2 separate regions of the Pan troglodytes genome follow, and region 1 is linked to region 2. A link is a contact called in public HiChIP or PLAC-seq data. All regions are on one chromosome and are shown on one strand. Each heading gives the region's core, a stretch centred on a gene start, on an enhancer-like site or on the middle of the called end of the contact. The rest is flanking DNA. Distances are from core to core; before and after follow the strand shown. Region 1 holds the start of LAMA5 (laminin subunit alpha 5). Region 2 holds the start of SS18L1 (SS18L1 subunit of BAF chromatin remodeling complex).

Region 1 (5,525 bases), core at 1,620-4,119, 230 kb before region 2:
TTCACGACTCACGGCTGAGTCAGATGTGCCTGTGGCCTACCCTCAGGGTCCCCCACAGCTGCCTGCAGGTGTGGCCGAGTAGGGTGGGGGCATTCTCAGGAATGCCACTGGAGTAGCACTGGGGGCTCAGGTGAGGTGGCTGCCCCCAGGGCTCCGCAGCAGGCCTTGTCCCAGGGCTGGGGGAGGATCTGAGACCCCTTCCCCAGGGCCAGGAGTGCCCCTACTTCTCTCGGGCTGCCACTGACCCCTGCCCCCGACCCACCTCCTCTGGGGCTCCATCACCCTGGAGCTGGGTGGGCAGGGGCTCTGGATCTTGGATTGTCCCTGGAGGGCAGCCAGAGCCTGGTGGGACAGAGGCTCCTCCACGGCCCTCCCCTGGCGAGCCACCTCCTTTTACCCTCCCCTCCACTCCCAGACTGGGCAGCTCCCTCCTGTGGATTCAGGACAGGACGTGTTTGGGGGTGGGGTGCTGTCTGACCTGTTGTAGGGAGGAGGACTACGTCACGGGCGGGTGCCCGAAAGATGCCCAGTAAATAGGAGTAAGAAATGAATGATGGACAAACTTCCTCTTGCTTTACTAACTTGTGTGCTCTTGATTGACCCTGGCCTTTTTGGCCTCAGTTTCCCCATTTGTAAATAGAAGAGGTGGCTGGGCTGCACAGGACTCAGACAAGGAGACAGGCTCGCTGGTCCATTTGGTGATGACTCACTGGAACTATGACAAAGACAGCAGGGGTGGGGGTGTGCAGAGATGAGCTGCTCCTCTCCCTGCCCACCTCCCCAACCCCCTGTGTGTAGCCCGGCTGGGACAGCCCCCCCCGCCCTCCATACGCTCAGCTCCTGCCCCAGCTGCCTCCTCCCCAGTCCGTGCACCAGCAGACACAGGGTGGGGGCAGAGTGTGGGCTCTTTACCCAGCCCCTGGGCCACATTCTCTTGTCCACTGCACTCCCCGCCTGCCTGCCAGTTGCTCCTGGGGCAGCTGTCTGCCGGGAAGCAGTGAGCCCGGTGATTAACCCTGTTGGTGCTGGCAGCTCCGGCTGACACAGCGCATTCTCAGGGCCGGCCCCCGCTCCCCTCCTGGCCAGTGCCGGGGGACAGCGGAGGCCTGGCGGCTTGGCCTGATCTGGCCGCTAGGAGGCTTAAAGGGCTCTCCCCACCCCCACCTCTCCCCCCGCCCCGCCACTCGCAATCCCACCCCTCCAACCACCCGACCCTCCAGGGATCCCAAGAAGCCCTCAGGGTCTCAGGAGTCTCCACCTCCAGTCCCCCGGGGCTGTCAGAGCCCCAAGCTGTCAAGGGGGAGCCCAGAGCCAGAGCACACTGCCTGGGGCCAAGCCCCCACCTGGGGACCCGCTACTGCCCAGAGGCCGCTCTCTGCCTCACACGGGATCTAAAGCAGCTCAGAGCCGGACTCTGCGCCTGGACTGCAGATTCCTTGATGTCTCCGCCCCCTCTCCAGCCAGCCCCTCCCCCACTTGGAGCTTCTCCTGCCAAGGGGAGCCGCCTCCTTTCCCCCCTCCCCCAGGTGGGAGAACTAATAGTGAAGTTATGGAAGAATTGCCGGGCCGGAAAGTAGGAGGTGGGAGAGAGGGTCCCATCGCCCTCCCGACTCCGTAGAGAAAGGGCCATACACCCTCTTGGGATTTGAGATTTGCAGGAGGCCAGGGCGCCAGGAAGGTGTGCAAGGAGGTGCACCCTCCAGGGACAGCTGCTAGCTCAGAACCCCCACCAGAACCGGCTGGCCAGTGCCCCACAAACCCACCCGGCCCCCCGGGACTGTCCAGGGAACCCAGCGAGAGATGAGCCCCACAGCCCATCTGGGACCATGGCCCGCCCAGCTGGCCTGGCTCAGAGATGGGGGGTTGCTGCCAGCTCGGCAGCTGCAGCCCCACCCCGCCGCCACCCCCTCGGGGCTTCCCTGGAGGCAGATTTGGCCCCGGAGCCCAAGGGAAGTAGGAGACCCAGGGCCGCAGCCACCCAAAGGCAGACGAAGACCTGATCTCGGCCTCTAGGTCCTGTGCTGTTTGCCAGGCGTCCTCGAGCCGCCGATCGTGGCAGGAACGCGTGCGCGGCTGTGCAGCGGGTTGGAGGCCAGGCCGAGAGAGCTGGTGGAGCCCACGGGGCCCCGGAGCACAGGTGCTTCCAGGCACCCAGCAGGTGCTCAGCAGCTGTGACCAGAGCCCCCGACCTCCTTAAGAGCCAATTTGGCGGCTGTGGGGCCGTGAGCACCGCCCCCGTCCTCTAAAGGGGGCTGCAGCTGCAGGCCAGTCCCTCCTGCCCCTATTTCCCTATCTGAGAGTATTTTTAAGTCCTGCTGGGGCAGGCAGGAGCCAGGCCGAGTTGAACCTGACCTGGCTGCCCCAGGAAGCAGGGGGTTCCCACCTAGGCTGCCCCTGTTCCTCTGCAGATGGTCATTCGCGGGTGCAGAGGGCACCTTCCCGCAGCCAGCAGGACGGACGCTGTTGGGGGAGGAGCGGGGGCAGCCGAGTGGTGCACCAAAGTTAGGGTAACAAAGAGTGGGCCCCTGGGCTGGGAGGAGCTGGTGGGCGCTCTGGGGGCCAGGGCGTCGTGGGGAGCGCTAGGGTCACACCCGGGACCCGGAGCTACGACCTGGGCTGGGGGCCCGGCGGCGCCGTCGTCCCACGGCCTGGCCCGAGGCCAGCAGGTGCCCCTTCCGGGAGGCGGCCGGGCCGGGGTCCGAAGGGTTAAGGCCGCCCGGCCGCCCCTCCCCCTCCTCTCTCCTTCCCCCCCACCCCCCCCACCCCGCCTCCCCGGACCTCTCCCCGGGGCTCGGGGCTCGGGCGCTCGGGCGGGCCGGGGCGGGGCCTGACGTCCGCGGGCGGAGCGAGCCCTGCCGGCCGCCTGGCTTCAGACCCGCCGGGCTCCCGCCGCGCGCGCTGTCCCTGGAGCTCGGGGACGCGGCCCGGAGCCGGGAAGATGGCGAAGCGGCTCTGCGCGGGGAGCGCACTGTGTGTTCGCGGCCCCCGGGGCCCCGCGCCGCTGCTGCTGGTCGGGCTGGCGCTGCTGGGCGCGGCGCGGGCGCGGGAGGAGGCGGGCGGCGGCTTCAGCCTGCACCCGCCCTACTTCAACCTGGCCGAGGGCGCCCGCATCGCCGCCTCCGCGACCTGCGGAGAGGAGGCCCCGGCGCGCGGCTCCCCGCGCCCCACCGAGGACCTTTACTGCAAGCTGGTAGGGGGCCCCGTGGCCGGCGGCGACCCCAACCAGACCATCCAGGTGAGCGCAGGGGCGGGCCGTGGGGCATCCTCCCGGGGCACTCGGACCCGGAACACCGGCCCGACCCCAGGGGGAGCGCCGTGGCCCGGGGCGAGTCCAGGTGCGGACTCTCTGGTTCCGCATTTTGGGGGCCCAAGAAGGCACCCCGACCCGGCCGCTCCGTCTCGGCCGGGAAACTTCGCGTCCCTCCGGGAAGGCGGAATTAAAGTCCCCGGCATGGACCCGGGGGCGGCTGGGCGCCGGTCCAGTTAGACTGCGGTGACCGGGGCGGGAGAGGGGCCGGGCCCAGTCCCTGGCGGCCCCAAGTCCGGGATCCCGGGGAGGGCGGGACTTGGCCTCCGCCGCCTGCTGCCGGTGGGGAGGGGGCGCAGCTCCGCCCTACCCGGGACAGGCTGGAACCTGTTGGCCTCTGGATGGGGTGGGAGGGGCCAGCCACCTGAGGCTCCCACTGGCCCCTCTCGGAGGAGTCTAGGGACTCGAGGAGACCTCCAAAGTAGGGGAGGGCCAGCTGCGAAGTTTTGACTGGGGCTGGGAACACGTGGCTCCCAGGAGGGGCAGCATCTCTGCCCAGCAGGTGGTAGGGTCCGGGGGCTTCAGTCTCCCTGGGAGATGTGGGTTCAGGCCCTGAAGACCCCCTGGGGTGCATGTCCCCTCCCCAACAAGCCTTAAACCTGTAGGCGGGTTCTGTTGGTGGACTCCATGCATGGACACCTCACCTGGAAACCAAGGCTCTTGGGGCCCTCTAGACTTAGGTTGGGCCTGGGGTCAGCCTTTGGTGAGGAGCAGCAAAGTCAGCTCCAACGGCTCCCAACCGGCCGCTCTAGGCCCATTCCCCACCTCAGCCCCACCTTAGGGAGAGTCTAGGGGCCCTGAGGGCCTGTGTAACCTGAGCTGTCTCCTCCCTGGTACCTCTGCCTTCCTGGAAGGAGAGGCTGGGGCAGGGGCGAGTAGCTGGAGATTTGCTGGGTGGGGGCAGAGGGCCCTGGAGCAAGACGTTATGGGGATGAATGGAGGAGCCTGGGCTGTGCCCGCCCCCTCTGCCTGCCCCACCCCCTTGGCCCTGGTGGAGGGGGAAGGAGCCTCCCCAGGCTTCTGGGCTCACCGTTCTCTCCTTAAGCCCAGCACAGTCCTCTGAGATAGGAGGTCTCAAGCCCACACTTCAGATGGGGAATCTGAGCCCTGGAAAGCTGCTGACACCTGCTTGGAGCCCCCCAGCCAGAACAGGGTCCAGCGGGGGTTAGCTGTGGGAACCTGGGCGCCTCCTGGCTGCCCCCTTATCTGTTCAACTCAGAGGGGCCGGGTCTCAGGACGGAGGGCCTGTGACTGTCTCCTTGCCTGCTGCCACACCTCACCACAGAGGGCCTGGCTGAGTGTCCCCAGCTGAGATTTTGCCGTTCTGGCAGGGGAGGCTCCAGGTGCCCTCTGAACCTCAGACCACCCCCCCACAGCCTGCCCATGCTGCGTGGCTGGGGGCCACAGGCCCCCTCTCAGATCTGTCTCCTCTGTGGGGGCTTATTACCCCCGTCTCGTGAGTAAAGGGCCAGCCTGTAGTCAACGCCCCTCTCCTCTGCCTCAGCTGTGTGGCTTCCCTCTGTCAGCCTCAAGCTGTCTTTAAAATGGGCACAGCGTGCTGGCCCGCCTCACCTGAGACTGTGAGCTTGGCCCGAGGAGCCTGGGAAGCGGCCACAGTTTCAGTGGCAGCTGTGGGCTGTGGTGCTCCATGCCTCAGAGCCAGCTTGGATGAGAAACCAGCCGGCCTCGCCCAGCTCATGTCTAGCAATAGAGGCGAACCCTTCGCTTCCAAAGTCTTGAGCTCTGAGCAGTGAGTGCCCACTGAGGCTGCCAGATATGTAGAAAGATCGGCTGGTAGACGTGAGCTGGACGGGTATGACCTTGGATGCCTCCTTCATCTGAGAGCCGCGGGTCTGCTGACCGCCCTGGCCGCGGATTGGGCGTGTGAGAAGTCCTTGCCGGCCAGTCTGGAGTGGAGCTGCGGTTGGGGCAAGGCAGGCAGGCACAGGAGGTGCCCAGGCGATGAAGCCGCAGCTCCATCTTAGGGGGCTCACTAAGGCTATGGGGCCTGGGGCTGGGCAGTGTGTTCTCAAGGCTGCAGGCCAGGGGCTCTCAGGGACCCTCTGTAGGAGATGCACATTAGCTGGGCATCCCAGATGGGGGTCGGGGTGAACCCTGCTGGGCAGCTGGAGCAGGCAGAGGGCAGGGGGAGGTTGTGGCCCTCGCAGCCCCAGGTGGGCATCAGGGGATCCCTGGCCGGGCCGGCCCAGCCTGGGAA
Region 2 (5,318 bases), core at 795-3,294:
ATACGCAGACTGCTGGCCCTACCAGGCCAAGTCAGCAGCCTAAACTGAAGGCCTATTTCCAATGGTCAGCAGGCTGAGTTTCTGCCCAGGGACCCACGGTCCACAGGTGCATTTCTTCCTTTCTGATCTGATGTTCGGGGCAGCACCTCAATACACACTTTTACCTGGAGAATTTGGGGAGCTTCAATGGAACTGTGTGCGAAGTGCAAATAATGGGATAAACGTTGCAGCCAAAGGTAGCTTCAGGAACAATGACTGTTAAGCTCCAAAAAACCAGAGTGCCAGCAGACGCTCTGGGTTCCAACATTTGCCTCTGAGCCTAGAGCTTGACCTCCGCCTGGCCAAATGTTCCCAGATCAAGGGGCACCAACAGAACAGATCCTGGAGCCACCGTATGGGTTCAACACCTGGCTGTGCCACTTACCAGCAAGGCATTTAGCCCCCCTAGGCCTCAGTGTCCACTTACCAGCAAGGCACGGCCTCCCTAGGCCGCAGCCTCTTTAGCTATTAAACGGGAAGCCAGTAGCTTCTATGAAGAATTGGATGAATCAAGATTTATAAAACCCCTAGAACAGTGTCTGGGATACGGTAAGCGCCACATAAGTGTTTACTAAGTAAATTAAAATGCCACACTTGTAAATCTGTATTTCTGCTATTCTCAATCTCTCCTGTTCAGAGTTGGCCAAGGTTCTCATTTGTTAAGACCATCAAATTTCTAAAACTAGCAACAGCAAAGGTAGTCTCAAAATAGGCGATAGATTTAGGACAACTTCCACAGGAGACTGGCACGTCATCAAGGAATAACAGCCTCAGTCAAGGTCAAGGTGAACCCCCTTAGGGAGACAAGCGGCTCCTGGGAACCTAGGAATACCACTGTTTATCCCTGCAATCCCACCAGGGTGAAGACGGAGTCAGAGTTTAGGAAAAAAAACCAATGTCATTCCAACAGATGTTGTGACAACTGAAACGGGTGTGGCTAATGCTGATTTTCTTCCGAATCTGTCTTCTACAGAAAAAACAGCAGAAAATACAAAGTCTCAATTTCACAACTTAGGGCTTTGGATAACGGTGTCCCAAACCCACGTAAACGCTGTCTCTTGAAAACCACAAGGCCGAACTTACGGAGCTAGAAGAAAGGCTGTGGAGCAAATCCGTCAAGTTTGTTAGGCGAGGCGGCTGGCGAGGGTGTCACGCTGAAACCCGGCGTAGCCGCGAGGATACGGAGGGGGCGGTGCGCTCCCTACGGGGCCGGGCTGCGTAACGATGCCCCCCAAATGGGGATCGGGACGCGTCCTTCCGTGCCTCCATCGTTCGCGCCTCGCTCCAGGAGCAAGAGGGGCAGCCCCGGCCACAGTCTCCGCGGTCGCAGTGCGCCCGGAGGCCGACCCGGGCCCCTCACCACTAACCAAGATGAGCGCAGAAAACGAGTACCGCCCGCCTTCGCCACCGAAGCTGGCTGCGGAGCGCGACGAGCCCTCGCCGCGGCTCCGGCCCCGAGGAGTCCCCGTGCGCCCGGCATAGCCCAGGACAGTTCCCAGCGCGCGCCGCGGACGCGGGTAACAGCGCGCTCGGGGGCCGGCAGCCTCCAGCGTCCGCCCGGCCCCCACTGCCCAGTGCCCCGGCCCGAGGGACCCGCGCGCCCCAACAAAGTTGGCGCAGGCTCTCCGGGGAGCGCCCCCCACACGGCCGGGTGCCCGCCGGCGCGCAGGCGTGGGACGCGGGGAAGGGCACGGGGCCGCCGTCGGGGCTCGCGGCCGCCCGGCTGCGCCCCGGCTTTGTTCGCGCCCCGCGCCCGCCAGCTGCCCGCGCCCCGTCCCCGCGCGCGCCCGCCCGCAGACCCGCCGCCCAGCGCCGCCGCTCCGGCCCGGCCCACCTTCTGGATGGTTTGCTGCGTAACCTCCCCTTTGCCTCTTGGCCGGGCAGACGCGAAGGCCACGGACATGGTGGCGGCGCGGGGCTCAGCCCGTGGTCATCGAGGTGGATACTCCGGCTGCGCTGGGCGGCCCGAGGCGCTCATTATCCGCAGTCGCGGAGGGGGGGGCAGGGGGCGGGAGCGCGGGGGGCGCCGCGTCGTGGGCTCGTCCGCCCCGTCGCCGTCGCCGCGCCTCCGGGCCCGCGGCGCCGCCGCTCCGCCCTGCAGAACGGTCTGCGGCCCAGTGCCGAACGGTGGCCCCCGGCGACCCCCTCGCACCCAGCGCCCGGCCCTCGCCGGAGCACCGCCTCCCACCCCCGGCCACCGGTGGTTCGGCCTGACCCCGCCCCGGCGCGCGCCATCACGTCCGCCCGCCGCCGCCTGACGCTGCCCGTCGCCGCCTGACGCCGCCCGTCGCCGGCAGCGCAGGTCACGGCGCCGAGGGTGGGGCGCGGGCGTAGTGGCGCCGGGAGTCGCGGGTGCGCGCGGGCCGTGAGTGTGCGCTTTTGAGAGTCGCGGCGGAAGGAGCCCGGCCGCCGCCCGCCGGCATGAGCTACGACCGCGCCATCACCGTCTTCTCGCCCGACGGCCACCTCTTCCAAGTGGAGTACGCGCAGGAGGCCGTCAAGAAGGGCTCGACCGCGGTGAGGCGCCGGGGCCTGCGCGGGGCCGGGGACGCGGGCGGAAGTGGGGCTGGGGAGCCGAGAGAGGGCCGGGGCCGGGCGCGGCGCTGTGGGCGCCCGCGGGCGTGCGCGGGGCAGCGGCGCGGGCGGTCAGGGCTGTAGCTGAGCGCGGGCCCCGCTGCCGGTCTCCACGAGTGCCTGCAGAGGCGGCGTTTGGCGTGAGCCGCGAGCGCTCGTTCTCCCCACTCAGCGCCTCGCTTGGGGCCCGGCCTCGCGTGGGGCCCCGGGCACGGGGGCCGTGACGACGCCATCTTGAGCACCCCTGGCCCCGGCCGGGCGCGTGGGTCGCGCCGCCGCCCCGGCGAGCAGAGGCCGGGCGAGGGCCGCCCTGGGCCGCGGAGCGCGGGGGGTAGGCCGTGCGCTCGCTGGGGGGCTGTTCACGCAGCCGGGTGGCTGGGGAGCGAACTACTCAAACCCCCCTTATGGGGACCCCCACCCGCTCCGGGGCAACACTAATTCTCTAGGCCCAGGTGGGCTTCGAGAACAAAGCGACTCGCTGGCCTGGCCGGTGGCGGGCGCCTCCCGGGTCTCCGCACTCTGCCGGGAGGAGCCTTCCCGGGGCCGGGCTGCAGCCGCCCGGGTCAGGACTGGTTTGAACGCGGCCGTTTCGTTTTGAGGAGGGCTCGTGTACATTGACCTTAGTGACATTGTTTGAAACTTAAATTTGTACCATCAAGACGTGTCAGTTTAATTGGTCAGCCTGTGAGATCGTTATTCTTTTATCACCTGGTATTCAGAGGTTTGAGCAGGCAGACAAAGCAGCACACACGGTTCTGTAAATTTTGAGTTGTTTTCATTTTCTGAATCTTTGTTTTGAAATGAAGGCCCAGTATTCATCAGGTGATCTAACTCAGCTTAAAGAGGACTAGGAGTCGGCTGACCCCTGTACCCACCCCAATACTGCCACCCCCGCCAGCTGGCCGCCGCTGGCTTTAACGAACCGATATAGCTTCTCTGGGCCTCGAGTCAGTCGAAGGTCAAGTGAGTCAGTACCTGAGAAAGCTCCCAGAAAACCCAAACACTTCAGATCAATACTTCTCAGCCAGGGATGGTTTTGGGCCCACACGGAGCCACTGGCAGTGTGTGGAGACTTTTCCAGTGGTAAGACCTTGCAGAGGTGCTCTTGGCATTTGGAGGGTAGAGGCCAGGGACGCTGCTCAATATCCCACCCGTGCTCAGGGCGGCAGGCACAGGGAGCTCCCCCTGCCCAGGTGCTCACAGTGCTGAGCTGGAGAAGCCCTGCTCTAAACCAGGAGGCGCTGTTTATCCCAATGATGGTTCCCTTTGTTTCTGGCTTGACTCGGGGTTGACTGTCAGTGATTGTTCATGCTTTTAATAACAGCCATATTCTTCTCCAGCATCAGCCATAAACAATTTGGGATAACAGTTGACACCTTGTCACTGACGGCAAATCAGGCCCCTTCTCATGGCTGTCACATGAGTATGTCACAGTGCAGGAAACAGTGCATTGTGGCTCAATATAATTTCACAACTACAGAAACACTGCCTTCAGAACACCAGACTTGAGTGAAAGTCTCAGGCTTCCAGGCTTTGCACGGGACTGTTTGATTCATTGGGTTGAAAGGAAACACATGCCGATTATATAATGGTTACTCACTAGCTATGTTGTAACTAAAACTACATCTCAGTATTTGAAAGGCCCAGGTTGGGCACCTAGGTGAGCACGCCTGGGCTAGCTCTACCAGCAGTAGATGAATACCCCTGGGTTTGCAGGATGTGGTGCCAGCCACAGTGACAGACAAGTAGAGGAGAAAGGGGTGTGGGTGAACACACCTTCCAGTGGGAGCTGCCACCCGGAGTACGTACCCCCCAGGACCCAGGTTCAGATCTGCTCCTACTGCTCGCTGCCTGGCAGTAGAACCATTTATCACTTTTTTGGGAGGATGGGGTGGGGTGAGGGGACAGAGTCTTGCTGTCTCTGTCTCCCAGCCGTCATGGCTCACTGCAGCGTCCACCTCCCAGGCTCTAGCGATCCTCCCACCAGCCCCCACAGTAGCTGGGACTACAGGCTTCAGCCACCACACCTGGCTAATTTTTGTACTTTTTGTAGAGACAGGGTTTTCCCATGTTGTCCGGCTGGTCTTGAACTCTTGAATTTAAGTCATCCACCCACCTCAGCCTCCCAAAGTGCTGGAATTAACAGGCATGAGCCACTGCACCCAGCACTCTTATCACTTTCTTACGTGGTTTGTGGATCTTAATTAAAGGTTGGTGTTCGAGGAAGAGACATTGTTGTTCTTGGTGTGGAGAAGAAGTCAGTGGCCAAACTGCAGGATGAAAGAACAGTGCGGAAGATCTGTGCTTTGGATGACAACGTCTGCATGGCCTTTGCAGGTATGAGTCGGTGGGGAGCACTGTCTTACTCTCTAGAGTCTCAGCGAAGAATAGGGCTTTGGAGATTAACTTGGGTGTGTGGGCTATTGTGAGCCATATAAACTGAGTAAATGAAAATCATTTAAAAGAATTGGATTTGAAGTTGGCTAATTTCTTTGGTGGCCTCTCTCTGCCATAGCGGGTGAAACAGAAATGGCTAAATGGATGAAAACACTTCTGGCTGCTGCGCAATTTGACCTCCACTGTTATTTTTCTGTATCAATCAGTTACAATCTAGAGAAAGGCTGGACTTTCTAGAGCTAACTGCATCTGTGGCATGGAGAGGACAGAACCACGTCCTGCCATCCCCAGCAGTAAAAAGGACCGCA

The links. HiChIP or PLAC-seq counts read pairs in DNA pulled down with a chosen protein or histone mark.
Region 1: a contact with region 2 is called in an H3K4me3 HiChIP or PLAC-seq map of stem cell-derived excitatory neurons, with 2.1 times the contacts expected there. The contact joins the promoter of LAMA5 here to the promoter of SS18L1 in region 2. A contact is called at or near these places in 1 of 7 Hi-C or Micro-C datasets (stem cell-derived neural progenitor cells) and 1 of 1 datasets of contacts at active chromatin or transcription factors (stem cell-derived excitatory neurons).

The regions. Positions count from the first base shown.
Region 1 is chr21:68,677,756-68,683,280 of NHGRI_mPanTro3-v2.0_pri, reverse strand. LAMA5 (laminin subunit alpha 5) reads left to right here and starts at 2,869. Exons shown (of 80, transcript XM_024352052.3): 1 at 2,869-3,235. The coding sequence starts at 2,939.
Region 2 is chr21:68,450,432-68,455,749 of NHGRI_mPanTro3-v2.0_pri, reverse strand. SS18L1 (SS18L1 subunit of BAF chromatin remodeling complex) reads right to left here and starts at 2,044. Exons shown (of 12, transcript XR_001712340.3): 1 at 1,874-2,044. PSMA7 (proteasome 20S subunit alpha 7) reads left to right here and starts at 2,266. Exons shown (of 7, transcript XM_514761.8): 1 at 2,266-2,556; 2 at 4,824-4,950. The coding sequence starts at 2,461.